2 separate regions of the Ovis aries genome follow, and region 2 is linked to region 1. Evidence: chromatin contacts called from public Hi-C data. All regions are on one chromosome and are shown on one strand. Each heading gives the region's core, a stretch centred on a gene start, on an enhancer-like site or on the middle of the called end of the contact. The rest is flanking DNA. Distances are from core to core; before and after follow the strand shown. Region 1 overlaps LOC105611140 (a long non-coding RNA gene). Region 2 has its middle 5.0 kb from the start of PHLDA1.

Region 1 (4,734 bases), core at 1,033-3,532:
TCGCCTCCACTCTCATCTTCTTCCTCCTTTTGTCTCACACTCTGAGTGTCCACAGACGTCAAGTGGAGAGAAAGACACGTGGTGTTGATGCTTCAGCGCTGGCACGGAGGGACTTCCTGAAGAAGATACGGCGCCTGGCCGAGCTGTTTTGGAGGCTGCCCATCTATATTTATCACCTCCCTGTGCTGCTTCTTGATTCAAATAGCCTGACAACTCTTGAGCTGGCACGATGCCACCTAGGGTATCAGTCAACGAGCCATCTAGCCATATCAAGGGCGGCTGTTAAGAGCAGGAATCCTGGCCAGGAATTTCTAAACTGCTGCCTGTGAAGAGGTTCTCTGCGTTTTGGCTGGGGAAAACTTCCAAAAATAAAAAGTAGATACTGTGACCATTTGTTTGGACTTTGTAGATGAGTTATCAGTCACCAGGGGCCAGGATAGGACGGCAGAGAAGACAGCATGAAATTAAATCTAATTAATCACCCTGACAGGAAGACAAAAACTCTGTTCCCAGAATAATGGTTGGAAATCTAGGAAATGGAAAAAAATAAAAGCATCTAGCCTTACTAAGATGTATTTAATTCTTTGGAAATTGAAAATCCCGCATGGGGATCCCCTGGGGATCCAGTGGTTAAGACTCCACACTTTCAATGTAAGGGGCTTGGGTTCTATTCTTGGTTGGGGAACTAGGATCCCACATGCTGCTGGGCCTGGGCAAAAATTTAAAAGGAAAGAAAATCTCAGGGGAATAGAAGCATGCAGAAAGTAAACAATGTAGTGATATGAGCAGTGTGTGCACCCCCAGAATTTAGGTGGAAGAGGGTCAGAGCAAACTTTGTTCCAGCTTTGTAATCAGCTTGCTGCACATGGTGTAATTGGTCTAGTTGCTAAGTCTGTCCAACTCTCTGGGACCCTATGGACTGTAGTTCACCAGGCTCCTCTGTCCGTGGGATTTTCCAGGCAAGAATACTGGAGTGGGTTGCCATGCCCTCCTCCAGGGGAATCTTCCTGACCTGGGGATCGAACCCAGGTCTCCTGCATTGCAGGTGGATTCTTTACTGACTGAGCCACCAGGGAAGCCTGCACATGATGTTTGCTTATTGAGACTTTCCTGCTGCTGCTAAGTCGCTTCAGTCGTGTCCGACTCTGTGCGACCCCATAGACGGCAGCCCACCAGGCTCCCCCGTCCCTGGGATTCTCCAGGCAAGAACACTGGAATGGGTTGCCATTTCCTTCTCCAATGCATGAAAGTGAAAAGTGAAAGAGAAGTCGCTCAGTCGTGTCCGACTCTGTGCGACCCCATGGACTGCAGCCCACCAGGCTCCTCCGTCCATGGGATTTTCCAGGCAAGAGTACTGGAGTGGGGTGCCACTGCCTTCTCCGGAGACGTTCCTGATGGAGGAGCAAATCCACTGCCCTTTTAAGTCAGAGCTCTGAGTGGCTTTCAGGGTTGAAAGCCTGGTTGAAAACCTTTGAAGGGTGTGAGATCTTTCACTGGGGCATCAGGCATACATTTTTAAGAGCAGGGGCATTTGAGTCAAAACATTCTCCATGCCTGTTTCCCATCTGTCAAAAAGTAAGGATAGAAACACAACTTTATAAGATGGTTGTGACTAAAGAAGAAACTATACATGAAGAGCTGCCTGCTATTTAGTAAGTTCCCAGTAAGTACTAATGGATGTCTCATTGACCCACCATACACATGACTCACATACAGTCATGGAGTTTTTGTCTTTATCTAAATATTCTTGGGTGTTTTGATGCCGGTTTCCTTTTTCCTGGTCTCCCAGTGGTGTGCTGAAGCCAGCTTGTACTGGCTTGCAAGAATCAACTGTTAAATTTTTAGGGATTTTAAGATCTGATTTTTAAACACTGCCAATAATTAAAAAATAGATGAAAAGGAAAGTGGCAGTTGCTCAGTCGGGTCTCACTCTTTGCGACCCCATGGACTGTGGCCTGTCAGGCTCCTCTGTGAATTCTCCAGGCAAGAATACTGGAGTGGGTCTTCAGGGGATCTTCCTGACCCAGGGTCGAACCTGGGTCTCCTACATTGCAGGCAGATACTTCACCATCTGAGCCACCGGATGAAAAGGAACATATGATTAAGTAAATTACATGTAAAAGTTGGATACTCAAAGTTTCAACTTGATACTCAAAATTCAATACTTCATGATTGTTTCACTGAATTTTACTGTTACCTGTACTCCTGAGGCTATTGACGTCTGTCTCATCTGTGTAGTAGACACTCTGAACAATGGTGCCTGTCAGTGCAGGCTTCCCAGCTTGTGTTCAATGATGTCTCTCTAGTGGCTTGAAAACAGAGATCCCTCTAGTGGCTGCTGTAAGCCATTGCCCTACAAAAACAGGCAAATCCTATAATTGTTTTTCCCAGAGCCAATCACTAAATACTTACCATAATTTTACATATTCCTTCTATGTTTGAAAAAATTGGATTAATTTTATCTGAGTGTATATAAAAGTAATTCTGATAACATTTTTATGCTTTGTAGAATCCAACTCTTCGGAATGAGTCAGGAAACAAAAATTAGTCAGACATATTGCATACCCTAGTAGAGTTCTTTTATGAAGTGAAAAAAATGTGCCAAACAACAGAATTTCCATTTTTAGTGAAAACACAATGTCTCTAAAACATTTAATAAGCTTTTAAGTGGATGTGAATTTATCAAACCTTCTGATTTCTTCTGGTTATTTGTTTAAGTATCTGAAATTTTACCTATTCTTGATTTGGAGGAATTACTAAAAATCCTACAGTTACTGCTATTTGTCTTCATGTACAGAGAGAAGTTTCTAAATAAAAATACTGTGTCGATGCTGCTTTGTTTTTTAAAATGAAAAATTACCCAGCTCAGTGCCTGGCACAGGCTAGAAATGGAGTGTAAAAAGAGGAAGGAGAATGAGATTTTCATTTGGAAGACTTGGGGCCAAGCACTGCTCATCCCTTCCGTTTCTGAGACCTTGGGCAGCAATCATTAAGCATCTGGAAGGCCAGCACAACGTGGGTGTGCACTGCTAGCGTGCCACAGGGTGTTGGGAGGACTATATGAAGGATCCGGACATACAGTAGACTCTTCAACACATGTTAATTTACTGTGGAATCTAATTAGTGTTTATTGACTAAATGAATTTAGATCAACTGAGTATTAAAAGAGCCTCAGCATATGCAAGGGAGGAAAACCAGAAGACCAAATTTCTTTGGAGTAACTCACTTAATTTTGTCTGAATTAAACAACATGTCTCCCAATTTAGTAATCTAATGTCTCCAGAAGCCTTTTTTCACCTTGGCAACTGCCCACCACCTACAAAAACAAGTTTCAGACTCTGTTCTCCCGGTTCCCTTTCTTTACCTGACCTTCAGAGTCTTCCAAAATCCCTCTCTACTCTCTTGTTTCTTACCTACTCTGGGGGTCTAGCCCAAGTGCTCCACTCCAGCCAAGCCTGATCCTTATAACTTTTTGATTCAGCCATATTCTTTTTTAAAAAATTAATTTTATTGGTGTATAACTGCTTAACAGCGTTGTTAGTTTCTCCTGTACAGCAAAGTGGATCAACTGTATGTATACATGTATCCCCTCTTTGCTTGGATTTCCTCCCAGTTTAGGTCACCACAGAGCACTGAGGAGAGTCCCCTGAGCTATACACAGCTCTCATTAGTTATCTGCCAGCCCTGCTCTTGATTTTAACTTTTCTTCACCCAAAATGTCATCCTTTCCACTTTTGCAGAGAGGAAGATAATGATCATCTTTCAGTCACAATTGTTCATTCTTTTCTCAATACTTCTTGGTGATCTTCTCATACCACCAAGATTAACTCTTGATTTCCCCAACCTTTCAATTCCTAAAGTCCTTAATAACAACACCTCTCATTAGTGCCTTGATGTTTTGGCCTATCAGTATGAATATATTTATCTCATCACCTAGAGAGTCAACTTCTTGATAGTTCGATTTTCTGTAACTCTCTCCTCATCACCCAGAGCTTAGCACTATGCCAGGCAGACAGCGTGCACTTAGTAAACGCTGAGATCTGCATGTGACACTCAGCTTGTTTTTTCCTCCCTAACTATCTTTTTCTTTCCTTTACCTTTTCATAGATTTGAGAGGAAAATTGCAGTTTGGGAATTCAATATTCCAGAAATTTTAGATTTTATTTAATATAAAACAATGAACTTCTGGTTATTAAATAGATTAAAATAACATAAAAATCACTAAATATGTCACGAAAGAACATCAATCATCAATTTTTCCCACTAGTGAAAGATACTCTCTGCTTATATAAGGTTCAGAAAGAATAAATTACATGAAAAACTGATCTAAGACCAAGACTAATAAATCAATTCGTAATGTTATAGCTATTCAGTTGACTTTCTGTCTAGCTGACTTACTTTTCAGGCTCCACAGGTACTGTTTAATTTAGACTACTGGGGTTCTTTTCCCCCTTGTCATCAGTCTTCTCACCCACAATCCGAAGAAAGCCAGAATGAAAAGTCAGAAGTAACAAAGGAAAGCAGGAATTATTTACAATTTTTTTCCTAACTGAATACTTTGACCCTCCTCTTTCTCTCTACTAAACCTTTAAAACAATCCTTGAAGTGCTAGGGTACTCTTTTTAAAGTATGGCTTACATTTTCTGAAACAATGGAGTGAAAGAATGAATGTGATACAGCTAAGCAGACAGAAGTCACACAGGTCCAAGTTAGTTTAAAGGAAAATAAATATAT
Region 2 (4,734 bases), core at 645-3,144, 510 kb before region 1:
GTTAATGTTGGACCGTGGGTATCTAAAGCCAAAGTGAAATTTGTTGAGAACGAAGGCTGGGATCACAGCCACGTCAGCTGTGCATGCTGAAGAGCTTCAGGTCTAGAAAAGGATTGAGGACACCCTGGGAAACAGGAAACAGCTGCATTTTGGAAGTAAGTAAAGCAGTTCCAGAAAGGTAGCTTAGACGTACAGCCTGAGGATGACTTCTGACTGGAGTCTCATCCATGACCCAGGGCTCTTCTTTTAACTATCCTAGCAGTGTTTTTCCCAGAACCCCTGCTCGCATAAGAGAGACTGAGACGATGACAATTAAGCAAAAAGGTAGAGTCTCGTTAGAAACAAGAACTACCAAGTGCGCCAGCTGTCTGACCCGTCAAAGGATTGTTAAGTCCTGATTGTTAAATTGTTGTAGTCATGAGTTGCATGGCGATTTTGCTGTTGCCTCAAAGATGAGGGTTTGCTTTTCCTGTTAGGTTTAGTGGCAGTATGTAAGATTGCCCTAAAAAGTTCTATCTTTTGGTTAAAATGTTTTTTAATCTTTCTGAGCCTGGCCATGCATAGAGTTCTCTCTTTTGCTCTTGGTTTTCTGTCAGTTGCCCTGTCATCTTTGAGCCATCCTCCACCTTCCTATCCTTGGTCTTTAAAACCCAAGTTCCTCTTCTAAAGTAACCTTGCATTTTATCACATCACCCAAGCAATTTTATCATACCATCTTTCCCCTTTATCCTTAAATTTTTGGAGTTACCTATACTCACTGTTGGTACATTTCTTCCTTTACCACCTAAAAAACCCTTTGCTCATTAACTGATTTACTCATTTTTTGGCAGGTACCAGTAATGATCAAACAAACATCTGTTCTCAGACTGTGTGCTATGTTGGAAAAAGAGTTCCCCGTGTAATTTAGCCCCTTCAGAGAGGTTTGCAGACTGGCTATCCATGAACTATTTGAGTTGTAAACAACAGAAGCATTTACCCAGTTTGGGTAGAATTGGACTTAGAACATTAGGTGTTTAAGGCTCTTACTGGAAGGCAGAGGCTAATCTGCCAGCGCGATGCTCAAAGTTTAAAAAGTGACAGTGCTCCTGCGGGCGTACCTGGTGCTTCTCTGCTTCCACTGCTGGAATCCAGAGTGTCGTAATTTTGCCTATTCAAATGCAGCCAATACAGAGCTGAACCTCTGCTCTGTTCCATTCACCCTCATATTTCCATTTATCACTTAAAAGGTGTTCTTACCCTGGTAAGTGTCTTTAATGAATATCAGATTCTCCTGGACTCAGTTGCTGACTGTCTTCAGTAAAATGTCTTTAGCCTGTGTACCCTGTTTTGAATGTTAGTGTATTTCCGGCCAGAGCTAACATTTAGTCTCAGTTTGAGCACTCTCAGTTTGCACTTAATCAGCAGTCTCCACCAAGAACACTGTGCTCCCAGGTACAGTGATGGAAAGTACTAACCCCAAATATTAACTACGTAGCAGACTGGAGGTAGTGCAGTATGATTAGGAAGGAATTAACTCAGCCTGAAGAAAGCTAAGAGGGGAATACACATTGGAAAAATGAAATGTTACTGAGGATTTAGAAAAGACAGAACAAGTAGACAAGTGACGGTGGGTTGTGAGGAAGGAACTGGAAATGCAAGCAGGGCTTTACAGTCCTTCGGATAGCTTTCCATGCTAGAGCGAGGAGTTAGGATGCTCTCTCGTGGACAGGAGGTTGGATGTTTCCTGTTTGTGGACTCAAATGGTTGGATTCAAGTAGTATTACAAGAGCATGAGTGAGAAATGAGAACCTAAAAATTTGGGTTATTGGCAGAAAGGACAGATAGCTGATTGACAGTGCTGTCTGTGAACCGGTTACAATGACTTGTGAATTACTGTTGACTGTAAATCGCTCTAAGCTGTGTTATACAGATTGGTCACTAGGAGGCACACTTCATCAACTTACGGCCAAAAGGAAGGGAAGTAGAGGGCCACATCTGTGAAAATCAGCTCTGTATACAGTCTTAAGAGCTGTTTATTAAGCTTTTCAACTTGGCATTTTTATACAGTATTTTTTACTGAATAGAGTGTTTTAAAATGAATGGTTAAGAAATCTAAAATGCAGTCTGAATGTGGGCCTTTATACGCTGATGAAGGTGACCTGACTTGTATTTTCATGATTTACTTGGCTTTTGCTTTTAACTGTTTCTTAAAAGATATTTGAATTCTACCCACATCTTCGCTAATGACATTTTTCATGAGTTTGTTTATATTTCAAATTAGGAAGTCTATAGATTAAAAACTTTACAGTCTGGTAATCAAGTATACACTAAAACTAAGTTCTGTTACATGTCTTTAAGCCAGTATTGTGAATGAAGTTTTAAGCAAATATCTGACAGCCAGCTAAGAAACTGCTACCAATTCTGTTCCATTACTGTTTTGTTTTGTTTTTCTTATTCTTACTAGCAAGCAATGGGCTTCCCTGATGGCTCAGATAGTAAGGAATCCGTCTGCAATGCCGGAGGCCTGGGTTGGGAAGATCTGGAGAAGGGACCGGCTACCCACTCCAGTATTCTTGCCTGGGGAGTCCCATGGACAGAGGAGCCTGGTGGGCTACAGAGTCAGACGTGACTAAGTGACTTTAAAAGAAAAACAAGCAATAGTGTGATATATAAATACCTCTCAATATTAAGTTGCATGTTGCTCGGTAAAAGGCTTGTGGGGCTTATTTTCAATAGCATTTGTAGGTTATTAAAAAAATCCACAGCGTTAGTCACTCGGTTGTGTTCGACTCTCTGACCTCATGGGCTGTAGCCCACCGGCTCCTCTGTCTGTGAAATTCTCCAGGGAATTCTGGTAGGCCAGGGGTTAAGCCTCGGTTTCCCCTGCAGGGGGTGTAGGTTCCATCCCTGTTTGGGGAATGAAGGTCCTGCATGCCACACTGCAGCCAAAAAATAGCAAACTACAGAAAAAGTTCAGAGAGGCCTACCATGTATAGTATTGAATCTATTTTTAAAACTAATACCAAATACATGTATTAGTATGGCAGGTTTTAGAAGTTCTTTTCATAAAGTTTTTTTACAGTTTGACAACTTTAAATAGGATGCATTATGAAAATCTGTCAAGTATTTAAAGACATTGATTTTCTTTTTATGACAGATACGGGCTTTTGTGTCAATTTAAAATTTCTACATATGTTGAACTTCTGTGTCAAGAAATGTATTAGGTGATCAGGACACATCAGAACAATGATCTTTGCCCTCTTGAGCTACATTGTCTAGGAATGGGAACAAAAATAAGCAGTAGGCATTATAAATTACTCATATTTACTGTGAAGGTAGGTAATACTGATACATGCTGTGAGGAAAATTAAGGGAAATTTGTGGTTGCAGTTTTAGAGTGATCATGAAAGTCTTCATTGAAATGACATTTGAGCAAAGATGAAGAAAGTGATTGGGATGACTTAGAGATTATAATATAGATGATAAGACAGCAAGGGTAGGATCAGGGAGGCAAGTTAGGAGGCCATGGTGGTAATTCAGGGGAGAGATGATCTGGGTGGTAATGAAGCAGAGAGAGATGAACAGAATATAGATGTAATTTGAAGGCATAACTGATGGGATTTCTTGACAGCTTGTGGTTTGAGTACTGGAAAGTGAGTCAAGGGTTCGTGCAAGGCAGGCATGCTTCTAAACATTTCCCGTCCTGGGGTAAGTGTACAATGGAGACAACAATGATTAAATATCTTAAAACTTTCGTTCACTGAAAATATGTCCCATGCTTCTGTTTTGCCAAATACACCTTCATAAATACGTGGAAGGCCAGGTTTGAATTTCGGATCCTTAAAAGTCCTGTGCCAGAACCTTCCTTACAGGTGACCTGGTCCTCTGCCTGTGTCCCGCCTTGCTTCTCCTGCCTCTGATTTGTATGGCAGGGGGCCTCATGCACATTTGTGTGAACACCTTAGCCTGCATGCTCGAAATCTGTCCTCTTCCCTTACACACCAGCGCACACAGTGGTGATAGAAATCGCCGAGGTCATTTCGACAGGATGTTTGGAACCCTGAATACTTGGAGTGCAGTTTAGAGTGAATATGAATTCCAGATAGATGGGTAATGGTTCTTCAGAGCTCAGGGCTTCTCTGTTTTAAGGGCAGCACCGTTCCATGGGTTTCGGTTTGAGCAGCTGTACAGATAAAATTGCCGTGTACTGAGAAGGGATTGTAGGTAGGTAGAATAGGTTAGGGTGAGGAGATAAGCACATATTTGAGGTCTCTGTTAGACACCCAATAGTAGAAGGAAAAAGAAAAAATGCAACTTATATTAACAGTGGCCTGGAATATGTAAAAGCTGAAGGCAGTTTTTCACTACAGCTATACTAACCAGCGAAGTCTCTTCAAAAACCACAAACTTTAAATGACTCCAGACCCTTACTGAACCGATTCCGTCTAGGAATTAGGATAAATAGCCTATGGACAATCAAGCCAATTGTATTTAAGCCTATGGATTCCATCCTATCCAGCACACTATCATTTATTTTTCTAGCAAAACCTCTAGGAACTCTGCTTTCTGTGACCAATAAATCCCCTCAGGCTTTTCCCTCTAATAAACTACTCACCAGTATATGTTCCCTTGCCCAGGTGGTTGCCATCTTTATTTTTTAACGTTGGTGATTGATAGTTTTATTTTTTAGTAACAGTTGGATATAATTTGGGGAGTCTTGGACATACAGATGTTATTGAGAATAACACTGGATGA

The links. A called contact is a pair of places that touch in the nucleus more often than the background predicts.
Region 2: a contact with region 1 is called in a Hi-C map of mixed tissues, with 6 times the contacts expected there. The contact joins two enhancer-like sites. A contact is called at or near these places in 10 of 16 Hi-C or Micro-C datasets (blood, hypothalamus, liver and 6 more).

The regions. Positions count from the first base shown.
Region 1 is chr3:111,563,844-111,568,577 of ARS-UI_Ramb_v3.0, reverse strand. It overlaps LOC105611140 (a long non-coding RNA gene), which reads right to left. Exons shown (of 4, transcript XR_006059257.2): 4 at 28-4,734. Among named protein-coding and RNA genes, the nearest start is that of KRR1, 32 kb to the right of the region's middle. Within about 2 kb of position 2,282, at least 6 of the 54 cell types and tissues checked have an H3K27ac peak or open chromatin away from gene starts, as enhancers often do.
Region 2 is chr3:112,070,046-112,074,779 of ARS-UI_Ramb_v3.0, reverse strand. No RefSeq gene overlaps it. Among named protein-coding and RNA genes, the nearest start is that of PHLDA1, 5.0 kb to the right of the region's middle. Within about 2 kb of position 1,894, at least 4 of the 54 cell types and tissues checked have an H3K27ac peak or open chromatin away from gene starts, as enhancers often do.